2 separate regions of the Zea mays genome follow, and region 1 is linked to region 2. The links are chromatin contacts, called in public Hi-C maps. All regions are on one chromosome and are shown on one strand. Each heading gives the region's core, a stretch centred on a gene start, on an enhancer-like site or on the middle of the called end of the contact. The rest is flanking DNA. Distances are from core to core; before and after follow the strand shown. Region 1 holds the start of LOC100281682. Region 2 holds the start of LOC100384695 (cytochrome P450 family 77 protein).

Region 1 (7,566 bases), core at 2,838-5,337, 460 kb before region 2:
TCTGGTTGGCCGGGCTGATCGAGAAAGGGAGGCCGAGCTTGGAGGAGCTGTTGCCCGTCGGGGAGTGGCAGGGCTTGGAAGGAGCGGGGGCGGAGGCGGAGGCGGAGGTGGAGCCATTGACATTGACGAAGTCGCCGAGCTTGTGGACGTCGGCGACGAGCAGGGAGGCGTTGCTATAGAAGATGTTGAGGATCCGGAACGAGTACGGAGTCTTGTAGGACCCGATGTAGGGGGTGGTGTTGTTAGAGCAAATGACCTGGAACCCGATCAGTCCACAGCTGGTCTCCGTGGCGTGGTCGGCGACGATCCAGAACGGGAAGGAGATGTTCACGCCGCCGCATAGCGTCGGGGAGCAGGCCGGCTCTGCTCCTTGCCGGTCCGGTGGCGCCGCCGTCGCGAGCACCACAGGCAACGTCCACGCCACCCATGCCGTCCAGAGCGAGGAGACGAGGGAGAGCCACGGCACGGGCCGAGTCGCCGTCGCAGTCATGGGGGAGGGAGCATGGCATCACAAGCAGCTAGAAGAAAGAAGCGGACAAGCGGTGATGGGAGAAGGAAATATCAGGAGCGCGCGAGTGGCTGACTGACTAATGTAGTGCTGGGAATATGGGCCGGGCTTTTCGGGCCAGCACGAGCACGGCCCGAAAATAGGAACCCAAAGCACGGCCTAGCACGAAATAATATGGGCCGGGCTAGCACGGCCCGAAGGCGGGCTTGGACCGGGCCTCAATTTCCGACCCGTCGGGCCCCCGACACGGCACGCATAGTTGGGCCGGGCTTGGGCCGGCACGGCCCAATTAAGCCCAATTTGCTTAATTTCTTGAATTTAGTAAGATATCGACCTTATATTGTTGTTATATTTGGAGTTTACGTGGTCAAATGATGCTAGAATTATTTAATATCTTTAATTTAGTAAGCTATGAACTTTATATGGTTGTAATATTTTGATTTTATGTGGTCAAATATACGGGTCGGGCTTGGGCCGGCACGACCCAAAGAAGGCACGACGTGGTTTAGGGCCGGGCTGGGCCACTGTTTTTATACTTCGGGCTGGCACGGCACGGCCCAAAAATCTTTTGGGCTTTACTAGCCCGAACCCGTTTAGCACGAAGCACGACGGGCTTGGACCGGACTGGCCCGGCCCCGGCCCAATCCCCAGCACTAGACTAATGGGTAATGGGTGAGGCCGCGCGTCCTCTTGTGACCTGTGTGGACCGAAACCTTTGACTGGCTGGCTGTCTGGGCCCGACGGACACTCGACAGAGTGGCGAGGCTATAGATGGCCAGAAAGCCCACGGCTCGAAAGCCCGGCACGGAGCCCGTTAATTCGGCCTGGGACTGGCACGGCCCGGCCCGAGTGGAAACGGGCCCGGGCCCAGCCCGGCACGAAGCGCGTGCCGTGCTCGGCAGCGGTTTCGGCCCGTTGGGCTGGCCCGGGCACGACACGACGGAATCGGGCTTTGAAATCGGTCCGTCTACGCGTGAGCAGAAGCCAGCTGCCAGCCAGCCGCCCAGCCCATAAGCCAGCCGCCAGCCCCTAATTCCTATCGCCCGAAACGGAAAACCCTAGCGTCCATTCACTTTCACTCGCGCGGCGGCTTTCCAGCTCTCCTCTCCTCCTCCCCTCTCCAGTCTCCTCTCGCGAACTGGCGGCGCACCGGCCCTCCGTCTTCAGTCGCTCCAAGGTCCAAGCCTCCACCGCACCGGCGCGGCGGCGCTCCACCGACCACCACTCGTCTGGTGCTCCACCGACCACCGCTCGTCTGGCGCTCCACCGCTCGTCTGGTGCTCCGTGCTCCACCTCTCGTCTTCGGTCTTCTGGAGTTCTGGTGCTCGTTCTCCGGCTAATCCTATCCTCCCCGTCTCTACATCGACCTGGATCTGAGTATCTGACCGGCCCAGGTAACATGTCGTAAACCCTAAGTCCCTAACCCTAACTAACTGAGGTGAGATGTCTGGATCTAGCTCTTCATGGACCATATGCTCCTGATCTGGGTATTTATTTCTTGGAACATGCTTGTTATTTGATTATTGCGTCCGGTACCTCCTGTCATTGCTTAATGTGGTTGTGCCTGATCTGCTCTGCTCTTCTCTGTGATGAACTCATGGTCATGACCTTGCTGTATTTTGGTAGGTCGTGAGGGATCGGTGCGCGCCACCTTGGCGGCGACGGAACCGGTGACAGTTGTGTTTGTTGACCTGAAAACTGGGATTTATATGTGTGCGGGCTCGGGCTAGCCCGGTTGTGCAAATGGGTCGTGCTTATCGGGCCGACCCGGCACGATCGTACCTTATCCGTGCCGTGCTCGTGCAGATGGTTGAGCCCGTTGGGCGGCCCGGCACGGCACGGATAAATAATCGGGCTTAGTCGGGCCGGGTTTAATCGGGCCGGCCTTAATCGGGCCTGGGTCGGACCGGGCCGTGCCGCCCGTTTGAACTTCTATAGGCGAGGCGAGCCACTGACCCGATGCACGCGCTCTAATCAGCCCCGGGCCCCGGCCTCCGGGTAAGACACGCTCCTGAGTCCTGTACTCCTGTCGGCCAACAAGCTCGTCGTCCCACTTTTTGACAAGACCTGGACTAGTATTAGCGAACGGCGACGACGGTACACACAAACCTCTAATGCCCAACAGGGACTAGCAGACCCTTTTTATTATTTTCCAAAAAGGAAAGGTGGTCAACGGAATGCACCAGATGAATTATGACCACTTGTGTCAACTTTCAACCTGAAAATGTTGGCGAGAGCTAAGAAAGTGTGTTGACGACAACAGCCTGGAGTGGCTTTTACGAACCCAATTACTACTGATATATGGATGAATTTAGACGTGTCTGCCACAAATCATTCCTTAAACAAATTACGCTGGCTTTCTTCTAGATAGGGACGAATATGCATATGCTAGTGATAGGAAAAGAATATCTATTGGAATCTTGTTGTCAGCCAAAGAAACAGTTCCACTATTTCCACGGAATCCTTTACTTGCCGGTTTAAAAATGCACAATATATGTTCTACTCCAGGCTGGGGAGTGCAACCCTATTATTATTTTTTGCTAGTTCCATTCGAATTTTACTATTTCACTCGAAAGAACACTAAAGAGTGGATTATTCTAGAGTGTAATTTTATTTGCTCCAATTCACCGTATACCTCTCTTCTAGTCGTCTGATTTGGCCTGATGAAAGATAGAAATTGATTCCATAGATCACCGAGATATATTTCTACTATATAACTTAGCTATAACACACTTTTTAACTCGCTTCCCTACTATATACTGAGTGAGACTTTGAGTTCCAAGATTGGGTGAAGTTACCTGACGGCGTCGGCAGCAACTGCCATGTCGCGAGGAAGCCGTCCCAGACAAGTTGGTCGTAGTTGCTAGCGTTGATCACCTTGCCAGACACTCCAAGCACCGGAACCTTAGTAGCGGTGCAGCCTTCCAAAACGTAGTCGCCTGACTCGTCGGAACGCCGCCCATCGGCGGCACGAACAAACGTGTTGTCGTGGCATGTCGTGGCCACGAGTCCCTCGAATGGCGACGGTGGCTTGGTGCAGTTGTAGAAGATGAGGTTCTGGTTGTCGGAGCTGACCGAGAGCGGAGGGGCAAGCCGGGACGAGGTGTTGGCCGTCGGGATGCGGCACCCTTTGGTGCTAGTCCGATTGAAATATGTAAACCATGGTCTATCCGCGAGGAGCAAGGAGCGGTTGTGGTAGAAGATGCTGAGGATCTTCAAGTTGATCTCGCTTTGAGAAAATCCAAGGTGCGGGATGGCGTCATAGCAACGAACCTGGAACCCAAACCCGGCGCCGCAGCTGGTCTGCGCGGCGCCATCCGGGATAAGCCCAAACGGGAAGGCGATGCTCACGTTACCGCATAGAAACGGCGAGCAGCGCTGCCCTCCTGCTTGCCCGCCATGAGCTGCTGCCACCGGCAACGGTAGGGATAAGGCCACCCACACCGACGACGAGACTAGGAAGAGCAGCAACGAGGATGGGACCAGAGCCATGGAAAGCTTCGCGGCTATTATGGCGTTAGCTGACGACGAACAGAAGTGTGGGTGAGCCGTGAGCCGCTCTCACTGGCCTAGCTCTCACATACACACAGGTCTTAGCTGGGTAAAATGGTGAGGAGGTGAGTCCGCGCGTCGTGTATGTACGTAGACCCGAAAACTTTTGACTGGGAGCATTCTGGCCGTCGTCATCGGGACACGGAGTTTCCGAGGTGTGGGCGTGTGGCCGATGAACAGACGTACGGAGCACGGCGACGACTGACACTGACGTGATAGCGGATGCGCGCTCCCAATGTGGCGTTTGGTTGCTGAAATGCTAATGGAAATGCAAACAGGAACATGCATGATTACAGGAGAAGACGACGACACTAGTACAGAGAAGTTCTATAGTGGCGGTTGTAAACCTATTTATAGTGGCGTTTTTCGTAACCGCCAGTGCTAGGGGCCAGTAGAAATCATCATTTGTACAGGCGGGTAAAATCGATTTTCACTGGCGGTCGACGTAATAAAACCGTCAGTGCAAATCGTTTACATATTTTCTCCGTCGAAGTCGCAAGTCGCGGCATTTTTCGCGCAAAATTCGCGCGCTACGCGGTTGCTAGTATTCGAACCGGCGACCTCACCCTCGCGCGTACCCTCCCCTACCACTCCGCCTATGACATGTCTTGTGTCTAGTTTGTAGTTGTTTTCTCCACATATTACAACCATTTGAGTGTAAATTGCTTATTTGAGACCCTAAACGAATTCAAAAAAACAAGTTGTCAACTATAAAGATAAATAACTTTTGAAGTTCTACAACTTTTATTTTGACACTTTTTTCATCCGAGGTAGTTTGCAAAATTTGAATTTTAAATTTGACATACTTAGATTCAATTTTTGAGAACCGAAATGAGTTCAAATAAAAAAGTTGTCAACTACAAAGTTTCATAACTTTTAGAGATCTACAACTTTTATTTTGGTGGTTTTGTCATACGAGGCCGTTTGAAAAACTCGAAAAATTAAGGATAAAAATGATTTCTAGTGGCGGTTCCTTAAGAAAACCGCCACTAGAAATCGTATTTCTAGTGGCGGTTCCTTAAGAAAACCGCCACTACAAATCATGGATTTCTACTGGCGGTTTTCTTAAGGAACCGCCAGTAGAAATACGATTTCTAGTGGCGGTTTTCTTAAGGAACCGCCACTAGAAATAGCACAGTCGGTGGTGAAGCGAAACCGCCTGTAAAAATATATCGTCCCCGCAGGCTTTGAGCCTTTTTGTACTAGTGCGAGTCAGTATCTAGTATCTGATTATACCTTGTTTGGTTATTCTTATGTCTCATGTCTCATGGATATTATAAAGGATTTTGACTTAGTACGTATGTGCTAAAACGCACCTAATCCCCTCCAATCCGGCTTGTTCGGTTTCATCAAAATTCATATGGATTGGAAGGGATTTAATGAGTTTTAATTAATCTATAACAAATTAAAAAAAATCACAATTTTTTCAATCTATGAGACAAAATTAGCCGAAGAAGTCTCCATATGGATATTGATGAAACTGAACATGACCTCCTATATTGAGGATGGTGATGTATCAGTTTTGTGCGGTAGGGTTAGGGATGAAAACGGGACGGGTACCCGGAACGGGTATCGGATACGGGTACCAAAACGGGACGTAATTTCGGATACGGATACGAGTATTTTGTTTATCGGGACGGATACGGGTATTACCCGGATATTAAACCTCGGATACAGGTAGGATACGGAATCACTAATACCCGGGCAGTACCCGAAAATCCCGGGTCGGATACGGGTACCCGGAATTCGGGTACCCGTTTTTTCTTTTTCTGCATAATATAGTTATAAAATCATAACTTTTACATATGAAATCGGATGAAGATAAAGTTTATATGAAAATTGTAGAGCTTGAAGAGATCTATGACTTTGTAATACATAATTTTTTGTTTAAACAATATTTTAATGATTTAATTGTATTTTGATGATTTTCTATGACAAGAAATTAATAATACATAAATAGCCTCAAAAAATCGTGAAATTTTACGGAGATACAACATATGTCCATATCTAACCATAAAAAATGTTTGGATCATAAGATCTATAAGATGTCCACGTTTATTTACTTTCACTTTCACTTATTTGTATGAGTTACATGTAAAATTAGTGTAAGTATCCAAGTTTCAATATAATCAATACTTCACTTTATCATTTTCATACGAGGACTTGAGTTATCTTCATATAAAATGTTTATTAGTTTTTATAACTTATTTGCAAATTTTTTTAGTGAAACTAGAATATTTTATGAATTTTAAATATTGCGGTGTTGGTTCTACAATGTCCTTGTGATAAGCAATTTTGAACTGCATGATGTCAATTTTACCGTTTCCCTTTCTTACATCTCATCTATCATATACATGATTATGTATTGCTTAACTTATGGATGGTTGGACAATTAATATCATCGGATGAACTACCCGACAATTATCCGGTACCTACCCGAGTAGTATCCGTTATCCGTTTCTTACCCGTCCGGATTATTACCCGGTCCCGTCCTGTATCCGTCCCGAATCTTAACTACCCGTATCCGGTCCCGTATCCGAGAGAAATACATTAGGGTAGGATATGGGATGACCCTGTATCCGGCTGTATCCATCCCGTTTTCATCCCTAGGTAGGGTCATCAATTAACTACGGGACTCAATTACATGGGGCCGACAGGGGCGAATTTAGCTATATTTGTCGCGGTCAGCTGACTCCGATAAAATTTCTAAATTCTTTAGCAAAACACTGTTAAAGTTTAAGAAAATTTATATTATATAGCAAAGTTAACACTGCTGATCCCAATAATGTTCTCGGCTAAATTCGCTACTAGGTGCCTGCAATGAAATTGGCCTGGTTATCTGCGGTAACCAAATCACGTCACATTTACGTTGATGTGAACCAAACGCCACGCAAATGATGTTCTTATTCCTACAGGGAGACGAGCTTAGCAGACTTAGGAAAGTAGTCGACGCAATAATTCTCTATATGTGGATTTGGAAGTACAAGCCAAAACCATATATAAATATGATATTTGTTCGGTTGGAAGTAATGCATGGGTCGTCCTAGCTTAGATGGGACATTTGGATTCTCACATTTAAATAAAGTTGAGGTCGTGGTCGGATTGGTGTATCGAAGTATAATTTTACGTCATGGTGAAAGAAGAGAGTAATAATTGCATTTGCACCCATAATAATAAACTAGTAGATCCTCCTCTAAATAATTACTTTCCTTCGCTCCATACAAAATGGCATATGAAAGTGCAATTCTAGGTTATGGTGAAAGAAGATAAAAAATGGCATATGGAAGTGTAATTTTAGGTTATGGTGAAAGAAGAGAGTAGATGCACCCATAACAATAAAGTAGTAGAACCTCCTCTGATCTAAAAAGAATACTTCCTTCGTCCTATTCGGTCTATAAAAAATATCATTCTTGTTTTTTTTAATTGCCATATATATAAAGGTAGCACCCTAGGTAATGATCACCCACACTAGAGTAGTTTAAAGTATTCATTAATTGTGAAACCAT
Region 2 (7,687 bases), core at 975-3,474:
AAGAAGGGCGTACAGTTCAGATGACAGGTAGCTAACATGTTCAACATATTGAAACAACTTTAAAATGAGAACTCTAGCAATTTACAGTTTGCAGGAGTACGGACCATTTAGTCTATCAAGAACTTCAATTGCTTGTTTTGCTGTGTATCCCTCATTTGCATCCAAAATAAATGAGCAATCTGGATGGACAAGTCGTATAGCTTTCAGAACTTCTATATCTGAATTCAAGTTCTTCCCAACCTTGAGCTTCAGAGTTTGAAACCCTTGTCCATGATATTTTGCAGCCAATTGAGCAGCTTCATTTGGGGTCACAATTGGAATCTGAATAAGGAATATCAGGATAAAAATGTGGTTATGGTATTTAAAAGCTTTCAGGAATCAGGAGTCAGTGCAGTGAGGTAATCGTACTGTGATGTCAGTTGTCAAACTATCTGATGCTCCTCCAAATAATCTCCATAGAGGTATGCCAATGCTATTAGCAACAGCATCAATCAGCGCCATCTCCACCCCTGCTCTGGCCTTAAATGGAAAAGGATACAGTCAAGTGCAACTATAGGACTAATCATTAATAAGTCTAAACAAAAAACAAACAATTGAGTGACCATCAAGAAAATAAAATCATATGCAAAACTATGTCAGTTCTGTTGTGTTGATCTCATCCGACTCGGTAAAGGGGCCAACTCAGATACGACACTCGCATTCTGATCAGGGACACAACAACCTACTGATTGTAGCACCCTTTTGTACCGCGTACATAAATAGATAAGGGGCTAGCACATGAACCAATGTCCGGCGTATACTCGCATGAGATCTGATCTAATCTCTACGCGGCTAGTGAAGGAAAGGTCACCGGTGTCGTCACCGACATCGAGTACCAAACTCTGGCCCTCTTATGGTGTCTTCCCAAAATTCAGAAGGTATCACTCCCTTTGTTCTACAGTTATAGTGGTTAAGGTTGCAAGCTAAGGTCATAGAGGTCTCTCAGTGGTACCGGAGCCATAGTTTTAGGATCTGAGCCTAACCTTAGATACTAGTTTCCCTTCATTTTTGGGGTGAATTCGAGTAAAATCCCTCTAGCTCGCAAGTTCTTTATGTCTGCATCTCATCAATTTCCAAGAAAAATAACTGGCCACATGGAGGATTTGCTACAAGGAAACTGTATGACTGTGTCAGCGGTTGTAGGCTTGAAAAGGCCTATTTTTTGGATAATGGAAACAAAATGTTTCAGCCTTGCAGTCTCCTACATACGGCTTTACAGATCAAAAAATAAACAAACATGCACCATAAAAAAGAAACATCCTTAGAAAGACCATATAATCAAAATCAAGCGCCCTCTAATCTAGCATATAACCAAACACACACCATGAAAATTGAAAAAGCCTATGGACTGGAAGAGTATAATAACTGGTGGTCCAGCAAATCACTTCAGTAGTTCAGCGCCCGAAAGCCATATACATTGTTCGTAGACATTAAACTGCATATCAACATCGAGCACACCACGTCACAGTCCCACAAATTCAGATTTGCAAACAACCTAGACTTCTTAACTGGAATCACGCCCCTATCTTTCCCGACGATCAATGATCAAACACTTGTCAATCCACCACGGTAACGGAGGCCAAATTTCACTAGATGAGTCGGGCGAGAAGCTGCGGATTCCTCACCGAGGCGAAGGCGTGTCCCGGAAGCACACTGGCGAGGTCCTGGAGCACCGCGCCGAGGGGCGCCGCTGGGGCGCCGACGAGCGCTGCGCACGCCCGTCCCGCGGCGTCGAGCGCTGCCGGCTGGTCCTCGGCCGTGACGGAGGGCAACACGGGCGCCTCCCCCCACCCGACAGCGCCGGTGCGGAGCTCGACGCGCACGGCGACGTTGGAGACCGCGACGAGGCGGGAGGACGCGATGGTGAAGGGCGCGGCGAGCGGGACGTCGAGCGAGCGCGCGTCGGCCGCCGCCACGTCCACGGAGAAGGTCCCCTTGAGCGCGTCGAAGCCGAACGGCTCCACGGGGGACGCCGGGGTGGGCGGGGACTGGGACGGCGAGATGGCGCGGAGGCGGGTGGTGCTGGGCGCGGCGGCGGGCTGGCGGCCGGCCGCGACGAGGGTGGGCCTCGGGCTCGCGCCCGGGCTGGTGGGGGTTCCGGGGAGCCGGAGAGGCGAGGAGGACGAGGAGATCGAGGGGTCCATTGGCACCATTGCCCACTGGACTGGAGAACCGAGCGGAGACCGTGCGGCCCGAGTTGTCACTTGACAGTGCATATAGTAGTACATAGTGGATATAGCAACGTAACGTGAGACCCGAGTTGTCAGTGGGTCGAGACTAACTGACGATGCTGCCACTGGCGCACGGGGCCCGCGTGCTACCGCAGCGTTGGCAAAGCGCCAAGTGGGCACGGAACTGTTGGCGCGCATGGCTCTCCTTTTCAATGCTGCGCGCTTTGTGCCCACCTGCTCGCTGGTACTGTAGTGTGGGCGATGCCGTCGAGGGGGACGACACCGGCGTAGCGTGGAGATCGACATGTGGGCCTGGACGTCGCCGCTGCGTGGACACCAGATTCCACGACGCTGATACGTTGGCAATTGGCACCGATTGGGTGGCACTGGCACCTAGGCTCAGTATGTTCGATTTACTTTAATCTGTACTAGATTTTATCTATATAATTTATAGTTGTAACAGTCTGGATCGAGCTGTTGTTCGCCGTAGAGGTAGAGCTAGAGCGGGAAGACACATCACCAAGTAGCAACAGTAAGCCTGGTAATGGGTCACAATCCGGCCCCAACCCCACTTCAATCCTATAAGTTTAAAAAGTGAACCCAGCCCTACTTAAATCCAAATTGATTTGATACAACTCAATTCAATCCGTTTTTTAATGCCCCGGCATCCTAATCCGCCTCGATCCTTTTAAAATCCACGGGCCAATCCAAGGGCCTTCATATACAAGCAAGCACCACCATAAGCTAATGAATTAGTATAATCTATGGGCTCACAAACAAATGATAGAAAACAACCACAAAGTGCAACCATGAAATTAGTATCCTCCATTATACTAAAATGTTTATCAACTCACAAGCAAAGACGCTCCATGCACGAAGAGAAACTGCTCGCAGGAGGACTACAATATCCATTATACTAAAATGTTTATCGACAGCCATGATCCAACTGAATTCAGATAACTGAACTTAACAATGTTGCTCGGCAAGACTCCTCAACGAGTGAAGGCAGGACTCCTCAATGTGTAGAGGCACTCGCAGGATAGCTGCTTTACAACAGAAAGAGAATCACCGGAAGCACCAAGGAACTCCTTAGCCTGGACAAATGCAGAGAATCAACAGAAAGAGAATCACCGGATAGCCATTGTAAATGGTGCTTTACAACATAAGGATATTTATATACAGGCAGTTTACCTTGCAGCAGAACCACTGAGCTTATCTGCCTCCTCCATACTGCAGATGACTTCCTTTCGCTTGTCACCGGAAGCACCAAGGAACTCCTTAGCCTGGACAAATGCAGAGTTAATTGATTCAGAGTTAGTGTTTTGCCTGAATTCACAAATGCAGTAGCATCAGTTGAGATAGCCTCGTCAATTGATGAAACCCCCTCCATGGCCTAGGCTGCAAAATTACCAATTGAAATCATTCAATTGAAATTGTATCGGTTATAATTTATACACACACAACAACATGCTTATAACAATATTTAACTCTAGAACATGTACAATTAGCTATCCATATATTTACGATCAGTTTTTAGTGATACATTTTTTTATAATATTTACGATCAATTAATTTGGCACATGATGGTATGTCCTTATACTGAGTTGATTTCAACCAAATTAGGAAAACAATATACAATAATATCTTGGGCAGGGGACAAAAACAACCTACACTGAACAGCAAAAGCCAAAACTGATCTGCAAAGGCATTATACTTTCTGCATTTGTAAGCTCTTGTGCATCATAAACTAAAAGCTTGGGACATAGTTGAAATAGAGTCTAGTTAATTATCTTACATATCGAGCAGACTGAAACAGTAATGAAAGTAGCACCAAGAGTAAGAGCTATCAACATTCAAACTAAAATTAATCTAAAATAGACTCAAACAATAATTAAAGTAGCACCGAGAGCAGGTGATGGCAGGTAGCTGCTTAAATGGAGAGATTAACCTGAAGCTTTCCTCCTAGAAAGAACCGCACCTATTGGATGACGTTACAGCAGAGATCTGAGTTGGGCTACAGCTGGGCTACGGCTGCTGGGTCGAGAGGAAGACCTCCACGATAGGGACAACGTCTCAACGAGGCCGCCTACAGGTATCGCGTTGCCTCCTTGCGAGCGTCGCGCTGCCGCCTCCCAGCGAGCGCCACCTCCCTGTAAGCAGCACGGCGGTGCGGATGCCTGAGAGATTGAGACGTAGCCCTTTCACATGATCCACGGGCTTATGCCCTTTCGTTCGATCCAGTAGCACATTTGGGCTTTGTTTGATGATGTGTCGGTCCTTTAGTGGAGTGTCTTGATCCAACTCTGCCCTAATCAGTGGAGAACCCAAAGAAGCTCAAATTTGTTAGCCCGCGAGTTTAGAGCCCCTTTCTGCCCATGAGTTTATATGGCCCATTCCCAAGCCTAAGCAACAGACATGAGACATCCCTCTACTACAATTTAGCCTCTGTCACATACAATGTTTAATGCTAGTTAGAAATATAAATATAGTTCAATTACAAACTAATCATATAGATAAGAACTAAACAGATAAGAACTAAACGATAAGATGTATCTATTAAGCTTAATTAGTTCATGAACGGCCACCGATGGGACAACAGCGTATGATTAAGATCGCAAGCCATCATGTCATCTTGAGTGCATCAACTAGAGTCTACAGTTTCTAGCTCGCACTCCTGGTTCTTTTGAGCTGAATGCACTCCTCGTCGTATGAGTCTAGGACCGGAATCGTTTTTTGTATGCTGAGCATTGGTTGATTCAAATTAATCGAACAGGCAAGCTCAAGCTACTAAGCTAGTAGTACTAATTCGAAGTGGTTAGCCCGCCGCGCGCTAGCCATCAACCATGCGATCAGCACTGGCTATCATCACCGTGCCGACCTCCATCGCATAATCGCATTGTCTGTTTCCTTGGTCTTTCTAGTCTGCAAAGCATTGTGTCCTTATCGTCAATGGTGGTCGTTTAAAGCAAACAAAAATAACACGGCGGAGGCACTAAAGTATCTAATGGCATGTTAGCCTGATCCGCAGCCTCCGACGAACTTGGCCGGCCGTCCTCGACCTCATCTCTTTCAAGGCGTGTGTGTTGACCGCGACATCGGACAATGACACAAAAAACTGCCGCGGTTGCGGACTTCGCGTGATCATTGTTAAACTCCACCGCGGACTAATTTCCTTAACCCATTTGGAATACATATAGTGATTAGAATCCCGACCAAGTCAAAAATTCATAAAAAAGCAGAAACGGTCAGGCCTCATTTGTTTCGTTGGAATTAAATTCCATTTTAATAATTAAAATTTAGACCACACTAGTTAAGTTCATATATTTGTATATTATCCTAAATCATATAAGAGATAGTTATATACTACATTTATATTATAATGAAGCAAATAGAAGAGTGTGTTATAAGTTGTACATCGGAAAAATAGCATTGAAATCTATAAAATCAATTTCTATCTCTTATCCCGTGAATTTAAGATAGGCTTATATGATAACTTTGAAAAGTGGTGGAATGTCACATTCTAAAAAAATAACCTATTATTCCATTGGTAAGATTTCAATTCCTCAAAATTAAAGAAAAACAAATGGGACCTCAAGGAATTCAAACTTCCACAGTATTTTTCTGTTGTACATGATTCGGCCTCAACTCACGAGTGCCCCTAAATAGCAAAAATAACGTGTCCTTCCGTTAGAATTTCAACCACTTCCCAAGCAGCAAAACCAATAAACACATCCAAGAAACATACATGTATCAACAACCACAAAGTAGACAATAGCTTCTACTAACACTACGACCAAATATCTGAAGCATATCTATAGATGTTTCGCTGATTATGAGAGCCATTGGGTCCCTCTACTAGCCCCAAGGTTCTTAGAGTCCCTAGCATGAGAGTCGTTGGATCTTGAACGCCCAAAGCCCCCGAGAAACACAAGAGTCTTAATGCGACTAAGTGTAATATATGTTAAGACAAAAGAACGTGTCTTAATGCGAGTTCATGGCTTTTGTTGTCCTGGCTTCCAGTGCTTTTGTGTCAGCCGGCCCCTAGCTTGTTGGTGTGGGGATTGCTTTGTGGCAGTAAGCTGTGTGGTCTGTGGTGGGAGTTGTTAGGTGCATGGTTGCAGCAGTTGTCTGTTGTTCTATCCCTTGTACTTCTAGTCTGTCAAGTGGAAGTGGTATTAACAGTTAAATGTGTTCCAACTGCACTATTTTCTCTTGGAATGTGAGGGGTTTAAATGACCCGGCCAAACGTGCCAGTGTGAAACAAATAATTCTGTCCTCAGGTGCAACCATTGTTTGTCTCCAAGAAACAAAAATCATGAACTGGACCAATGACTTACTGAAGGAAACCGTGGGATGCAAGCTGGCTAGTCAAACAGTTCACCTCCCTTCGCAGGGTGCCTCTGGTGGAATTCTTATGGCCTCTGACGCAAATTTGTTCGATATGGACCTCATTCCATGCACATCAACTTACTCGATCTCGGTTAGAATCAGCTCGAGAGTTGAGGAAGAGGTTTGGGACCTCACGGGGGTTTACGGTCCCCAGCCGGAAATTGAAAAAAAAAATGAACTTCCTGTCGGAGCTTCGTAACATCCGAAATGTAATGCGTCCGGAATGGGCGATCCTGGGAGACTTCAATATGATAAGGAGAGCAAGGGAGAAAAATAAAGGATAAATCAATAGGAGAGTTATGAGTCAGTTCAACAGTACTATTGATGTTCTGCATCTGTTAGAGCTTGATCTCAATGATAGAGCCTTTACTTGGACAAATGAACAAGTGGATCCTACAATGACTAGGATAGATAAATTCTTTGCGACGACTCAATGGCATGGTCTCTTCCCAACGGCGGATCTTCTGTCCCTTTGCACCATGACTTCAGATCACTGCCTAATTATTATGCAAGGTCGTTCCCATTTTTGTTTCTTCAAGGGCTTTAGATTTGAATCGTTCTGGATGAAGCTGGACGGTTTCAATGAGGTGGTACAACGAGCTTGGTCTACTAGAGTTAACTCTACGGATGCCATTCTAAGGCTGCACGTCAAGATGTCGCACACAACCAAAGCTCTAAGTGCGTGGAGACACAAAACAGTAGGTAGCGTCAAGGTTCGCCTAGCAATCATTCAGATTATTCTAACTCATCTGGAGAAGGGGCAAGAAAATATACAGCTCTCCAATGATGAATTGGAGTTCAGGAGAAGACTGAAAATCAAAATTCTTGGGATTGTTTCCATTCAAAAAGCAACAGCAAGACAACACTCCAGACAGATATGGATGCGTATGGGAGATGCTAACACTAAATTCTTTCACTTGGTAGCAAACAACAGGAGAAAGAAGAACTATATCAGATCTCTCCGTCGGATTGATAATTTATTGTCTAGTTAGCAAGACAAACTGCAAGAGGCTCACCAGCATTTCAAGGAGATTCTTGGAGAGACAGGAGTGAGACATAAGGTAGTACAGTGGGCCGCTCTAGATCAC

The links. A called contact is a pair of places that touch in the nucleus more often than the background predicts.
Region 1: a Hi-C map of endosperm shows a contact between it and region 2, with 1.8 times the contacts expected there. The contact joins the promoter of LOC100281682 here to the promoter of LOC100384695 in region 2. A contact is called at or near these places in 2 of 25 Hi-C or Micro-C datasets (endosperm and leaf mesophyll).

Annotation. Positions count from the first base shown.
Region 1 is chr3:20,433,232-20,440,797 of Zm-B73-REFERENCE-NAM-5.0, reverse strand. LOC100281682 reads right to left here and starts at 4,087. Exons shown (of 4, transcript NM_001368076.1): 1 at 3,307-4,087. The coding sequence starts at 4,000.
Region 2 is chr3:19,967,347-19,975,033 of Zm-B73-REFERENCE-NAM-5.0, reverse strand. LOC100384695 (cytochrome P450 family 77 protein) reads right to left here and starts at 2,224. Exons shown (of 7, transcript NM_001177171.1): 1 at 1,665-2,224; 2 at 409-519; 3 at 105-321. The coding sequence starts at 2,192. It overlaps LOC103649802 (a long non-coding RNA gene), which reads right to left and starts at 4,612. Exons shown (of 3, transcript XR_563711.4): 1 at 4,189-4,612; 2 at 3,402-3,493; 3 at 2,992-3,304.